Linked DNA regions of Mus musculus: all the other regions are linked to region 3. The links are chromatin contacts, called in public HiChIP or PLAC-seq and promoter capture Hi-C maps. All regions are on one chromosome and are shown on one strand. The core of a region is the stretch at or near the end of the contact, and the rest is flanking DNA. Distances in the headings are between cores, read along the strand shown. Region 1 holds the start of Lrrc55 (leucine rich repeat containing 55). Region 2 has its middle 43 kb from the start of Gm13710. Region 3 holds the start of Timm10 (translocase of inner mitochondrial membrane 10). Region 4 has its middle 13 kb from the start of Gm13710.

Region 1 (2,880 bases), core at 132-2,631, 370 kb before region 3:
AGAAAGAAAGAGAGAGAGAGAGAGAAGAAAAGAAAAGAGATTGTGTGAATTTCACTTTCATCTGAACTCAATAGAATGAGAATCTTAAAGGGAACAGAACAACAAAAGGGATTCCTAGAACCCTTAGAAAGAAGAAAGAAGCATAGTGTTCTTTGACCATGGGTGTCTGTGTGTGTGTGTGTGTGTATCTGTGTGTGTGTGTCTGTGTGTGTGTGTGTGTATCTGTGTGTGTGTGTGTGTGTGTGTCTGTGTGTGTGTGTGTGTGTCTGTGTGTGTGTCTGTGTGTGTGTGCGCACGCGTGCAAGTGTGGGTGTGTGTATTAAATATATGCATATCCATGTTCATTTATGTGTGCATACACATGTGTTCACATGCATGTGGAGGCCAGAGGTGTCTCAATAACTCTCCACCTTGCACACTGAGTCAAGATCTCTGTGCCAGGCAGCTACACAGTACTGAGGATCAAGACCCCAGTTTTGTGTTTGTACTGCGGGACTTTTACCCAACCCAGGACCATGATACTTTTTACTGGCCACTTCCATTCCCTAAGGATATAACCAAGAATCTGTAGTGGTCCAGGTACCCTCATTTAAACTAGGCAATTGTTTCCTTGCATCCCAAGGGCTCTCAGCTCAATTGGTACTCCAGCTGAATCCCCTAGCCTCAGATAACTCATGGGGTAAGGGCTTAGAAACAAGGAGCAGAGGAAATAATTCACCTGTAATTCTTTCTAATATGCAAGCTTCATCTAATCACCTGGTGCTCCAACCTGGACACAGATGTCATAAAGCAGCTAAATAGAAAACATTTGCCCATCGGATAAACAAACACTAAGAATCAACCATGTTTCTTTTCTCTGCCCATCATTATGCTTGCCTTCATTGCTCTCATCTATTTTGCTTTTCCCCATCCCCATTACATTCCTCTCCCCATTTTATGCCTTCTCTTGTATCCCTGTGGAGTGAGATGCACTTAAACTCTCCATGTTCCATCTAAGATTTCAGACCAATGCTCTATCCTTTCCTGGAGAGCCCTCTTGCCCTCTCTCCATTGCCTGCTCTTCTGCCCTAATCCCTGTTCTGGGGCTGCCTACCCTCCTCTCCTTTCTTCCCCTTGCCCTACCCACTAGGACCCTGAGGGTGGCTGTAAATTCACCAGGAGTACTTCATTCTCTTTTCTCATCTTGGTGGGGTCTATAGCCAGTTCCCCCTGTTGCTCAGAGATGTGGAGGCAGTTGCTAAGAGACAGTGAAACGTCATTACCTGGCCCTCGAGGAAAAAAAAGGGGAGTGAAAGAGAGAGAGGAGGAGAGAAGGATGGAGGGAGGGGGAGAGCCAGAGAGAGAGAGGAGGGAGGGGAAGACCTGGCTCTGGCGGAAGCCACACACCAAGGCAGCCTCGGCACCAGCTGAGTTTCCCAAGAGGCATTCAGATTCTGTGAACTTTCTAAGCATCCTCTCTCAAATTTCCTTTCAGCGTAAAAGAAGGGGCACAGGGACCACAGGACAGGAAACCGCAGAAGATGCTGGCCTGGGATGCAGGAGACATGGAAGAGGAGAGTCGGGGGAGGGGAAGAGCCGGATAGGCAATCTGTTCGGAAGCTAGCAAGCAAAGGAGCGGGGGATTCCAGGATGAGGGAGGCAGAGCCGTTCGTCTGCGTAAGATTGATGTCTGTGTCCTTGGAACAGAGTGAGTAGTCTCCTGAGGGCCCGCGGGAGTATAGCAGAAGACCCCGAAGCTAAGAAAAATTAGTCTGTATAAGGGGGTGCCGGGGTGATTTCCCAATGGGTGAGACTGAAGCTACGAAGCAGTGGGGAACTGGGTGGGGAAATGACCGAGCGACGACGGGATAAAGGGGTGGGGGTAGTGGGGGCAAGTGAGGACAGCAGGTGAGTAAAAGAAAAGCTGAAGCCACAGAGAGTGAGGGATGAGCAGCGGGGTGAGGCCCTGGGTGGGATGAGGTTCTCCATCTCTTTGCCAGACCAAGTATGTGTGTGGGCTTAAGCAGGAGGCTGGGAGCTGGAGAGTAGAACATAAAAGGATGCTGGGGTTAGGGCTGTGCTGTGGTATAAAAGATGCCGGGGCACACTTGGGTAGGGAATGTGTGTAGAAAGAAGCTGGGAGGGGGTACAGTGAAAGTATGTGTGTGTGAGTGTGTGTGTGTGTGTGTGTGTGTGTGTGTGTGTGTGTGTGTGTGTATGTGTGTGTGTGTGTGTGTAAGAAAGAGATGGGGGGGGGCTGAAAAAGTGGATAAGAGGGGTGTACAAACTGCCAGAGCTTAGATGCATGTTTTTCTTGGGGAGTTTTTCAGGGTGGGGTATTTGGTGCTCACGAGGGTGGAGCTATGAGCAATAGAAGAAAATGCACCCAACTCCGGACAGAAACCTAGGAGAAGAATTTCAGGTCAGATGGATGCGGTTAGTAGGTGGGTGTAGACTGGGTTTCTGAGCTCACTGTGGTCCTCATCTGAAAGATAGTGAGCAAAGAACTTTGTGGTTGGGAACAGATAGGTTCAAAGAAGAAAGAAGAGTAAAGTAAGGAGGAGTGAAGACAAAGGAGCAAGGCAAGGGGGCAGGGATGTAAGGACACTAGATTTCTTTGCCTGAATGCTTTTCTTGTTGACAGAGTGACTTCTGCCTCCGCCTGCTGAGTGCACAGCTGAGCATGGTGACAGCTTGAAGACATAGATAATGCTTTTGTAACTGACCCTTACCTGTGCCTCCAGACTCATGGTGTTTTCCACATTTCGTGGTCCAGACAGTGGGTGTCACTTGGGACTCACCCCTCTCTGGGAAGCAAAGAGCATCCCTTGAGAATCCAGAGACCACTGAGACTGAATGTTCAGGCTTCTAGGAGACCCATGGGAACATACTTCTCCCCCA
Region 2 (3,199 bases), core at 468-2,967, 280 kb after region 3:
CAATTGTGAGTAGCACAACTGGTGTCTGCGAGATCCGTTCTTTCAATTCTCAAGTCGGTTTCGCTCAACGCTAATTATAAACTCCATCTCTGTAAGGTAAAGTTCCTACAGAATCCTTGCACTGAAACCCACTGTGAATGGGCTTTAAGACGGGCTTGGCGGTGGCAGAGGCTTTGAAATGCAGAAAGCCAAGGCTCAGAGGATGACTGAGGATGTCCAGAGCAGCAGAAAGAACATGTGCTCTCAATCCCACGGCCTCTATCTGTATTCTGATGTCTCAGTGTTACAATTGCTCAGCTATGTGATTTTCATTAAATGAAGGTAACAATAAAATGTACAATGAAATGATATTCAAAAGTACTGTCCACTCCTATTAAGGGTGTGTGATTGTATGGGGCCAGTCCCAAGGATTGAATGATGGGTAGGAGAGGGTGTGTGTTTCTAGATGGGAACATGGGAAAAACACTCATCAGTGCAACGTGATGATGAGAGAGTGTTAGTTCCTTATGAGGAATTGAGGAATCGTTTTTCACCCCTCTAACTTTGTGGCAGTTTTATTAGGCTTTATCTAGAGGCAGCCTCCCTGTTTCCAAGAGAAAGATTCCAGCTCTTTGTTTGGATGGTTGCTTTGTTGTGCTGGAGACCAAACCCAGGGCCTTTCTTGCCCAAGAGAACACCCTACCACACTGAGCTAACCCTAGTGCTTTACTATTTGGCTGTAATTTGCTGAGCATCTATTCTGTGAGAGACTCTACAGTAGGCACTTGGTTAGATTATCTCATATAAGCCCAAGGGTAAGCACTAATCCTAGTTTTTCATGCTAGAACCAGGGGCTGAGAGACCAAGATGGGAGATTAGTGACTGTACACACAAACACACACAGGGTGCCCCCTGCTGGTGTGGGAGAAACCATAACACTCACTGATGCTGGAAAATGAAGTTAGGAACTAGCCTGCCTAGCCAATGAGATGACTCCATGGAGACTCAAGCACTGTATGGTGCCCACAGAGGCAACCAAATGCCATGATCTTGAACCAGACAGCATACAGAAGGAATACTGCACAAATCTACCAGAACTCTGATTAAAACACAAATGCTGGCAGCCAGGAGCACCCAGGGACTTTGTCCTGCTAACTCAGGAAAGAGGCAGTTAGAAAACAACCTCATTTCTCCTCCTGCACCTTTAGATCTAAAACTTTCTTAGACTCTGTGGAGTTCCTGCTTAGAAGTGAAAAATATCTGTTCTCTTTGATTTCTGATTACTTTTCCTTCCTTCCTTCCTTCCTTCCTTCCTTCCTTCCTTCCTTCCTTCCTTCCTTCCTTCCTTCCTTCTTCCTTCCAGGTTCCATGTCTCCCAGGCTAGCCTCAAACTCACTGTGTAGCTGAGGATGAAGTTATTCTGTGGATCCTCCAGCCCTTATCTTCCAAGTGCTGGGAGGCGTATGCCACCAAGTCCTGTTTTTGCAGTGCCCGGGACAGAACCCAGGGCTCTGTACATACCAGGCAAGCATTCTACAGACTGAAGTAATCCCTGCCCTACTTTTTTTTTTTCTTTAACAAAGGAAAACCAAAGTACAAAGGATGGAGCATTTCGATCTGTGGAGTCTGAAGTTTCCCACAAGATGTTATATTTATGCCGGGCCAGAATGACCACACAGTTTGTCAGCTGACACAATGATGGGAGAAGCACATTCCAGCCCTGGGGAGAAATGACTAAGGTCCTGCCTACGTGAGAATGTACAACTTAACTCACCACTCCAGGATACACTGGCTGTCTTAGGGCAGGCATATGGTAGGAAGTGTGGGGGTGTTCCTTGAAAAGTCAGTCTCTCATAAACTAATTTAAAATCTAGAATTTTCTCCTTGGGGCCCCAAAGCTCACAAACTCAAATCCCATAACAGTCACACTTTAAATAAATAAAATATACAGTTTTAATTTTTTAAAAATTTATTTTGGGGTGTTAAGGATATAGTCACTGCCAAGAGGCTGTAAAGTGAAGGCTAAGCTACAGCAGAGTCTCCAGGATGCTGGAGGTGTCAGGACAATGGGGCATCTACCAAGGAAAGCGTTGGGTACATAGGAGAGTCAGCTGAAGCCTAAGAGAGAAGCTGTATGTGCTGCAGGCACCAGGGTTTGGAGTGCTGCAGGGGCCCAAGTCTTTCGGAGTCCATTTGACTACAAGTCTCTGTTGCCAACCATGCAGCTTCAGGATATGGCTTCCGCTGTTGGATTTTTGGTTTTGGTTGGTTACTCCTTGCTATGGCCTAGATTTTTCCATTTTGAAATAGGAATGTTTCTTCTGTGTCACTGTATGTTGAAACTATGTAACTTACTTCCACTTCATAGGAGGAGCTCACAGTTAAGAAATTTTGAACTTATTATTTATTTGTTATTATTTTGAGACAAGGTTGTTCTGTGTAGCCCTGGCTTTCCTGGAACTTGCATGGTAGACCAGGCTGGCCTTGAACTCAGAGATCCACCTGCCTCTGCCTCCCCAGTGCTTGGATTGAAGGCATGTGCTGCCCAGCTAAGTGTTGGGATTTTTGAAAACTGTGGGAACTTTAAAAACCCAATTGCATTTTACTTTATCAAATAAACATGAGACTTTGGGACACAGGGTAGAAAATTACGGCTTAAAAGTGATGCGTTCACGTGGCAGGTTGCCAGCCATGGAGTTGTGATAGTTGTCAACTTGGCAAAATCTAGACTCCCCTGAGAAGGGAGTCTCATTGCGGGAGTGCTTAGATCAGGTTGGCCTGTGGCCATGTCTGTGGCTGTGTCTTGATTTGTTAATTGCTGTGGAAAGACCCACCAACTGTAGATGGGACTATTCCCTGCCTGCATTCCTAGACTGGATAGAAATAGAGAAGGCGGTAAACGTGAGCAGGCGTGTGCCTCTCCTTCCTGAGTACTGGCTGAAAAATAGAACTTTACATTTCTGTTCTACATACGTTTTAGGGTAAAGCTCACATTAAACTTACATAGACATTGTCCATTCTACAAAAAAAGAGGAATGCTCTTTTGATTCTGTCAAAAAGTATGTGCTGAGATCTATGTGCCCGGTGTTGCCCTAGCTACTGTCTATCTGTTCTGGAAATGTGGCCCTCTGGGGCTCATGTTTCCTCTAGTTAGTTTTTCTAGAGATGTGAATCTATAAAGACTTTCGGTAGAAGGCATTCTAAAACGGCAGGAACTCGC
Region 3 (3,086 bases), core at 527-3,026:
TTGAATTATTTTTAACTATTTACAAAACTGATAATGGGGGCCTGGAAAGTGGTTAAGAGAACTGACTGCTCTTGCAGAGGACCTAGGTTAGGTTCCCAGCACCCACACGGTAGCCCACAACTATCTTTGACTCCAGTTCCTGGAGATATGATGCCCTCTACTGGCCTCTGCGGGCATGCAAGCAAAACATCCATACACAGAAAACAAGTAAACAAACAAATAAATAAATTTAAAGTGATAATATATATAAAATGCTTTGCAAATGCCTAACACAGAGTTAAAGTATAATTTAGGCCGAGTGTGCACACCTTTAATCCCAGCACCCAAGAGAATGAGACAGGTGGATCTCTGAGAGTGAGGCCAGCCTGGTCTATACAGATTAAGCTGACAACCAAGGCAACACAGAGAAGCCCCATCGTGAAAAACAAGAACAAAACAACATCCACTCCATCCCCCCCAAAAAGGAAGAAAAACATTAATAAATATTAGCAACTAAATACTATTCATTACTAAATGGCTGTTCAGAAGGCTTAGGCGGCAAAGGCACTTGCTGCCAAACCAGAAGATTTGAGTTCAATCCAAGATGAGATCCTATTAAGCTGCCCTCTGACCTCCACATGTGTGGCGCTATGGCATGCATGTTGGCATTCATAAACAAACACAAAATACATAAACTACATAAACAAGGGTAAATGGGCTATCTAAGGAGAAAGAAAGATGGAAACGAGGAGAGAAGAGAAGAGAAGAGAAGAGAAGAGAAGAGAAGAGAAGAGAAGAGAAGAGAAGAGAAGAGAAGAGAAGAGAAGAGAAAGTGCTTATATGTTCTTGATACTCAGCAGAGCCTGGGCAGGAGATTCTCCATCATACACCCCTTTTATTCCCTCCAAATAGCCAACCAAGTCCTTCCAGTGACCTGTATTTACTTCAGCGAAGCACGCGGTGAGGGTGGGGCGGGATTAGGAGGGCGGGACTTGGCTCCACTACCTTATCGAAAGCATTCGTTACAAGTGCTTCACTCTGTCGGGCTAGGGGTGACTAGGGCGAGTTTTCCTAGACAAGGTGAAGCCGAGTGCTTCTCTTTACCTGTTGTACATGTCAGCCATCATCTCCACCTCCAGCTCCGCAGCCAGCTGCTGGGCTCTGAGCGGATCCATGTCAACTTAGCACCGTGGAGAGAATAGCCTCCTGGTCTTTAGTCCTAGGAGCGGACATGATCAGTCAGCATCGATCCCTCCCGGTTCACCCTAGTACCACCCCCCCGGGGGGGCTGGAGGGCGCGAGGAATTACAGTGTTTCAGACCAGCGGGGACCAATACCCCGCTCAGTAAACGTAATCAGCCCTCTTAACAGAAGTGGAGATGAGGCCCTTAAAGAGGACAGTGTCCAGCTCAAGGTCACTCGCGATGTCATGGGGCTCGGGGATGGAAACCGAGCCCTCTTAGTACCTCGAGATCACTCCTAGAGCCAGAGGATTGACAGTTGGGACGGAACACACAAAACCGTGGGTCTGAACCCATGCAGCCCCGAGAATGTGACCCTAACCACAGCCTAGGTTCCCGGGGTGGGTCTAAAGGCTGAGCCTCTGTCACGGCAATGGCATAATCAGGAATCAGGGTTACCCTGGGTATCAGACACCACGGCCCACTCACCACGGCCTGGGGCAGGTCACAGCTCCCGCAACGTCCCCAACTTCGGGTCAATAGTAAAAAGTTACCGGGTACCAAGGCAGGCGAAATAAGAAGCACGTGGGTCACTTCCGGAAGGAAGTCTAGCCTCTTCTTTGATCCGGAAGAAAACGCCGACCAGGCTGCGCTGGGAAACCGGCTACCATAGAGAAACCGACCTTAATTTGCTAGAGTGGACTCCAAAGTACCATAGAATGCTGAGTGAGTGGCAGAGCGCCGGCAGCCTTGTTAGCATTCCATCCCTCCGGTTGTCCGGGAGACGCCTGAGCGTTTGCAGTGTGGAAGAAGCTTGGCTCCCTGAACCCACCATGGAGAGCCCACGCCAGAGCGCAGACGGATCTTATGTGAAGAAAGGAGAACGTTTCCCAAAGGAGCCTGTCAATTTTGCATGTTAAAACACCTGGAGCACTTTAAAAAAAAAAAAAAAAAAAAAAAAAAAACACCTCAGCGCCCAGACGTTACCTCATACCCCTGAAATCAGAATCCCGGGGAGCAGTGTGCAACATTAACTAGTGGAGTTGCAGAGAAGATACACGATCGCTGCTCGCAGAAAAAAAGAAACATGTATAGAGATTGTCTTTATTTGCTTTTGAGGCAGGGTCCCATGGAACCTAGGCTGCTCTCTAATTTGCGGTGTAGCCGAAGATGACCTAGAACTTACGAACCTGCCTCCACCTCACTAGTGCTTCGGCTACAGATAAGCGCCATTATGCCTGACTTTTGCAATGTTGGGATGAAAACAGGACCACATGCTTAGGCAAGCACTCTATCAACTGCCCCAGTGCTGCAACATGTTTTACTGCACTTCTTTATTATAGCCCTACACATGCACAATAAATAAAGTAAGTAAATAAATAAATGTAATAATAAAAAGCATTGGGTTTATCCCTTTAAAATTTTATTAGGGCAAATTCACAACACAGAACACAGTCTAATGAACGTCATTGAATCTATCCCCAAGATTTAATAATTCTTACTATTTAGTCACATTTTCTTGATCTATTATCTTTAGCAGATGAAGTCTTTTTCCCAAAGTGCTATTTTCACATTCTCAGCTAATAGTGATGTTTTTTTCATCTCTCTTCCACAGTGCTGAAGGTTGAATCCAGGGTCTCATGCAAACCCTCCACAACTGAACTACACAGGTCATTTGATATACTATTTTTAAATTTAAATTTATTTATAAGAACATGTGTCCTTGGGCTGGAGAGATGGCTCAGTGGCTAAGAGTACTGACTGCTGTTCCAGAGGTCTTGAGTTCAATTCCCAGCAACCACAAGGTGACTCACAACCATCTGTAATGGAATCCAGTGCCTCTTCTGGTGTGTCAGAGCTACAGTGTACTCATAGATACAGAAAATAAATATATTGAAGAAGGAGGAGGAGGAGCCCATGGTAGGA
Region 4 (2,989 bases), core at 239-2,738, 310 kb after region 3:
CCTAGTGCTCAGAATATCAACCTCTCACACTCTTCTTCCTCCGATCCCTGGCTGTTACAGGATACTTGAACCTGTTTCTAGTTAGGGTGTGGCTCAGCCCTTAGCACTTACCTTTGATCCCAAACAATGAAAGTCAAGCTAGTTTGTAGAAGGAAGCACCCATGTTTGAAAGTGAATCAGAGAAAGATCTGACAGAATGCGGAGGTAGGTCCGACTTTCACGAGACAGGAAGCTACTTAAGGGAGAGACAGTAGAGGAAGAAGAGAGTACAGTGAAGGAATACAGTAGAGTTGGTGGAGAGCAGTAGCGTTGAGAGAGGAGTGGCGCAGTACAGAGAGGGAGGAGGAGGCGGATTTGCAGGGTAGAGTTTTACAGAGAACAAGCTAGGCACAGGTAAAGACAGAATGAACCAGAGAATGAGAAGGAGACAGATGATGAGAAAAGTTAGTTTGAGGCAATTCAAAGGCCAAGAGAGAAGCCAGTTTAAATCAGTCAGCTGGGAGGGGAGTTTGAGCCAGAACAGCTGAGTTGAACCAGCCAGCCAGAGTTCAGAAAGAACCAGAAAGGGGAACCTTACTCTGCAGCAAGTCTCAGAGGCTGAAACCATTCTAGGCCTAGATTAGCAGATGGAGGCAGTAAGCCTCCCAGACAACAGCTATAACAGGGGAATAAAAGTTAAGTTGCTTTTACACCTAGGTTTTCTTGGGTTTCTTAGGGCAAGAGGTGAAGGAGTTGGCAGGGCCAATAGGAACAAGTGACTTGGAGCTGAAGAGAGAACTCAGCAAGTAAGAGCCCTTGCTGCTCTTGCAAGAGGTCCCAAGTTTGGTTCCCAACATCCACATGGTAGTTCAGGACTGTCTATATAGACAGTTCCAGGGGACCCTCTACTGGTCTCTGCAGGCACCAGGCACAGTCACAGTGAGCATGTACGCATGAAAGGCAAACACTCACAAACATTAAACAAAATAAAGCAAAAAAGAACTGACGACCCCAAGAAGAAAAGGGAGGAGACCAGCCCCTCTTTAGTTTTCTACCTCATGAGGAATTATTGTGTAAAAACAAAGGCTTGCCAGGAGGGAGATTTGTTTGTGTGAAGAAATGCCTTTGGGATCTGGGGTGGAGGCCTGGCATAGAAAGATCGGCAGCGCACTTAGAGAAGACAGAGGGTACACCATGGACATAGCCATGAACGCGTTCTGAAGGCCTGGCATCCCCACCTGTGCTGTGACATCACACGCTTCTTCCCTAGTGACCCCATTCACTGCCACATTATACAGTCCAATTGTGAGCCGTGTGCGGGTGTTTATCTTTATTGTCGCCCTGGCTGGCCTTGGAACCACTCCCATTTCCTTCTCTCCTCATACGTAGTAGGAAAGGCATACAAGGCACATGCCAAACCATGAACAAAGGTTAACCTGGCACAGTGGAATACGTTAAGCTTTTCCCCTTTCATCCTTGTTTGGTGTGTCTCAATTCTTTTCAACGGTCAGGTACGTACTCTGCCAAGTTTCCACTCCACTCTCTCAAGAACCTAAGAGTCCAGACTGACCTGCCTATCTGACGTGAGGGAGACAAGGTGACTACTGAAACCGTGGAGCAAACACTGGCCTATTCCAGACAAATCCCGGAAACAGTTTCCCGAGTGTAAACAGAAGCAAAGCCTGTGGAATGCAGGCTGAGAGGGAAAGTAGATCTCTGTATTTATTTTGGGGGCAGTCTCTAAAGGGGAAAGGCATGCCTGTAGATTTGACTTTCCCAGAGGTTCAAACCAGCACAAAGTTACCCACAGGGAAAGATGCGGCAGCAAAGGAGTGCTGTGACTGCCGGGGCCGTGGGGAAGAGCAGGGTCTGGAGATGATTAAAGCCAGAATCTCCAGAGAGGAGATTCATTCTAGGTGATGAATCGGAGAATTGATTGTCTTTTCTTATTGAAGGCTACACTAATCAGGAAGAGTGGATCTGTCTGGAGAGGGAACTGTAGTGGAAACAACGTAAAACACGGGGCTCTAGGATCATAGATATAGGCTGTCTCAAAGACAATTAGACCTTTCAGCTGAAGGAATGAGACATACTACACCAAGCTTAGAGTCATCTTAAATGGGTGTGTGAGTTCCGAACTAGTTTTGGTATTCAAGTTTGGTTATTTGTACAAAGGATGAATTTACCTTTCAATAGGCTGTTGTCTTCCCTTGGTATCCGCTAGCCAACTGGGACTTCATTTATTTCTAAAACAGTACAAGGCTCTTTTGGTTTCACCTACAAAAGTGAATGGGCCTCTGTATTTCAAGGTTGCACATTTTCTGTTCTCTTTAAGCAGAGATAAGGACTCCGGGGCTGCGGAATACAATAGGCTATTCTTGTAACTCAGCAGAGCCGGGCACTGTGAGTAATCTCTGCTCTTGACCCTACACCCACCTTGAAGCAGAAACTTGTATCACATCCCCCAAAACAAATCCATTGTAAGAAAGGAATAATGAGTAATGACAACTTTACTGACTGTTTCTTGGGGAGACAGAAAAGATCTCTGTATCCTGTGGAGGTAGTTTTGATTTATAACAAAGCATAATAAAAAATTTCATGAGACATTCATGCTCTTTTTTCTCCTAAGGAGAAAGGTTTCACATTCTTTTCTAGCTTTCTTCTTATTTTGGTATTCATAAGCAAAACATGATGTAATCTTTTAAAAATCTCTCATCCTCCCATCTATCCCTCTGCCTGGCCATTGACAGGCTTTGCCTTTAAGAGGACGGTGAGGTCTAGTGTTTGGGAGAAGAATCAAGAAATTACTAATTCACTTAAAATCTGCTAATAACTCATGATGAGTGGAAACAAGCAATGCCCCACTCCTTGTGGCATTCCCTGATCTTGTCAATATTGGGTTTCCTTTGGACATGGGAACTTTGACTTATACAATATTTTTAATTTATTCTTTGGTAATTTTAAGGGTAATCAATGTATTTTGGCCATATTAGTCTTCCAGTTTCCCCTC

The links. Promoter capture Hi-C pulls out the DNA fragments that hold promoters and counts their contacts. HiChIP or PLAC-seq counts read pairs in DNA pulled down with a chosen protein or histone mark.
Region 1: a promoter capture Hi-C map of hippocampal neurons shows a contact between it and region 3, with 2.3 times the contacts expected there. The contact joins the promoter of Lrrc55 here to the promoter of Timm10 in region 3. A contact is called at or near these places in 1 of 39 promoter capture datasets (hippocampal neurons) and 1 of 115 datasets of contacts at active chromatin or transcription factors (pancreatic cancer cells).
Region 2: a contact with region 3 is called in a FOXA1 HiChIP or PLAC-seq map of pancreatic cancer cells. The contact joins the enhancer-like site here to the promoter of Timm10 in region 3. A contact is called at or near these places in 1 of 39 promoter capture datasets (cranial neural crest) and 5 of 115 datasets of contacts at active chromatin or transcription factors (bone marrow-derived macrophages, embryonic stem cells and pancreatic cancer cells).
Region 4: a promoter capture Hi-C map of frontonasal cranial neural crest shows a contact between it and region 3, with 2.5 times the contacts expected there. The contact joins the enhancer-like site here to the promoter of Timm10 in region 3. A contact is called at or near these places in 4 of 39 promoter capture datasets (the C10 cell line, cranial neural crest, frontonasal cranial neural crest and 1 more) and 4 of 115 datasets of contacts at active chromatin or transcription factors (bone marrow-derived macrophages, embryonic stem cells and pancreatic cancer cells).

The regions. Positions count from the first base shown.
Region 1 is chr2:85,197,251-85,200,130 of GRCm38.p6, reverse strand. Lrrc55 (leucine rich repeat containing 55) reads left to right here and starts at 1,381. Exons shown (of 3, transcript NM_001033346.4): 1 at 1,381-1,687; 2 at 2,624-2,880.
Region 2 is chr2:84,548,344-84,551,542 of GRCm38.p6, reverse strand. No RefSeq gene overlaps it. Among named protein-coding and RNA genes, the nearest start is that of Gm13710, 43 kb to the right of the region's middle. Within about 2 kb of position 1,717, at least 51 of the 459 cell types and tissues checked have an H3K27ac peak or open chromatin away from gene starts, as enhancers often do. A contact at or near this core is called in pancreatic cancer cells, where this site is marked.
Region 3 is chr2:84,825,711-84,828,796 of GRCm38.p6, reverse strand. It overlaps Timm10 (translocase of inner mitochondrial membrane 10), which reads right to left and starts at 1,776. Exons shown (of 3, transcript NM_013899.2): 1 at 1,650-1,776; 2 at 1,084-1,198. The coding sequence starts at 1,154. It also overlaps a transcript of Smtnl1 not described here.
Region 4 is chr2:84,518,275-84,521,263 of GRCm38.p6, reverse strand. No RefSeq gene overlaps it. Among named protein-coding and RNA genes, the nearest start is that of Gm13710, 13 kb to the right of the region's middle. RefSeq lists an enhancer at 461-2,989. Within about 2 kb of position 1,488, at least 108 of the 459 cell types and tissues checked have an H3K27ac peak or open chromatin away from gene starts, as enhancers often do. A contact at or near this core is called in embryonic stem cells and pancreatic cancer cells, where this site is marked.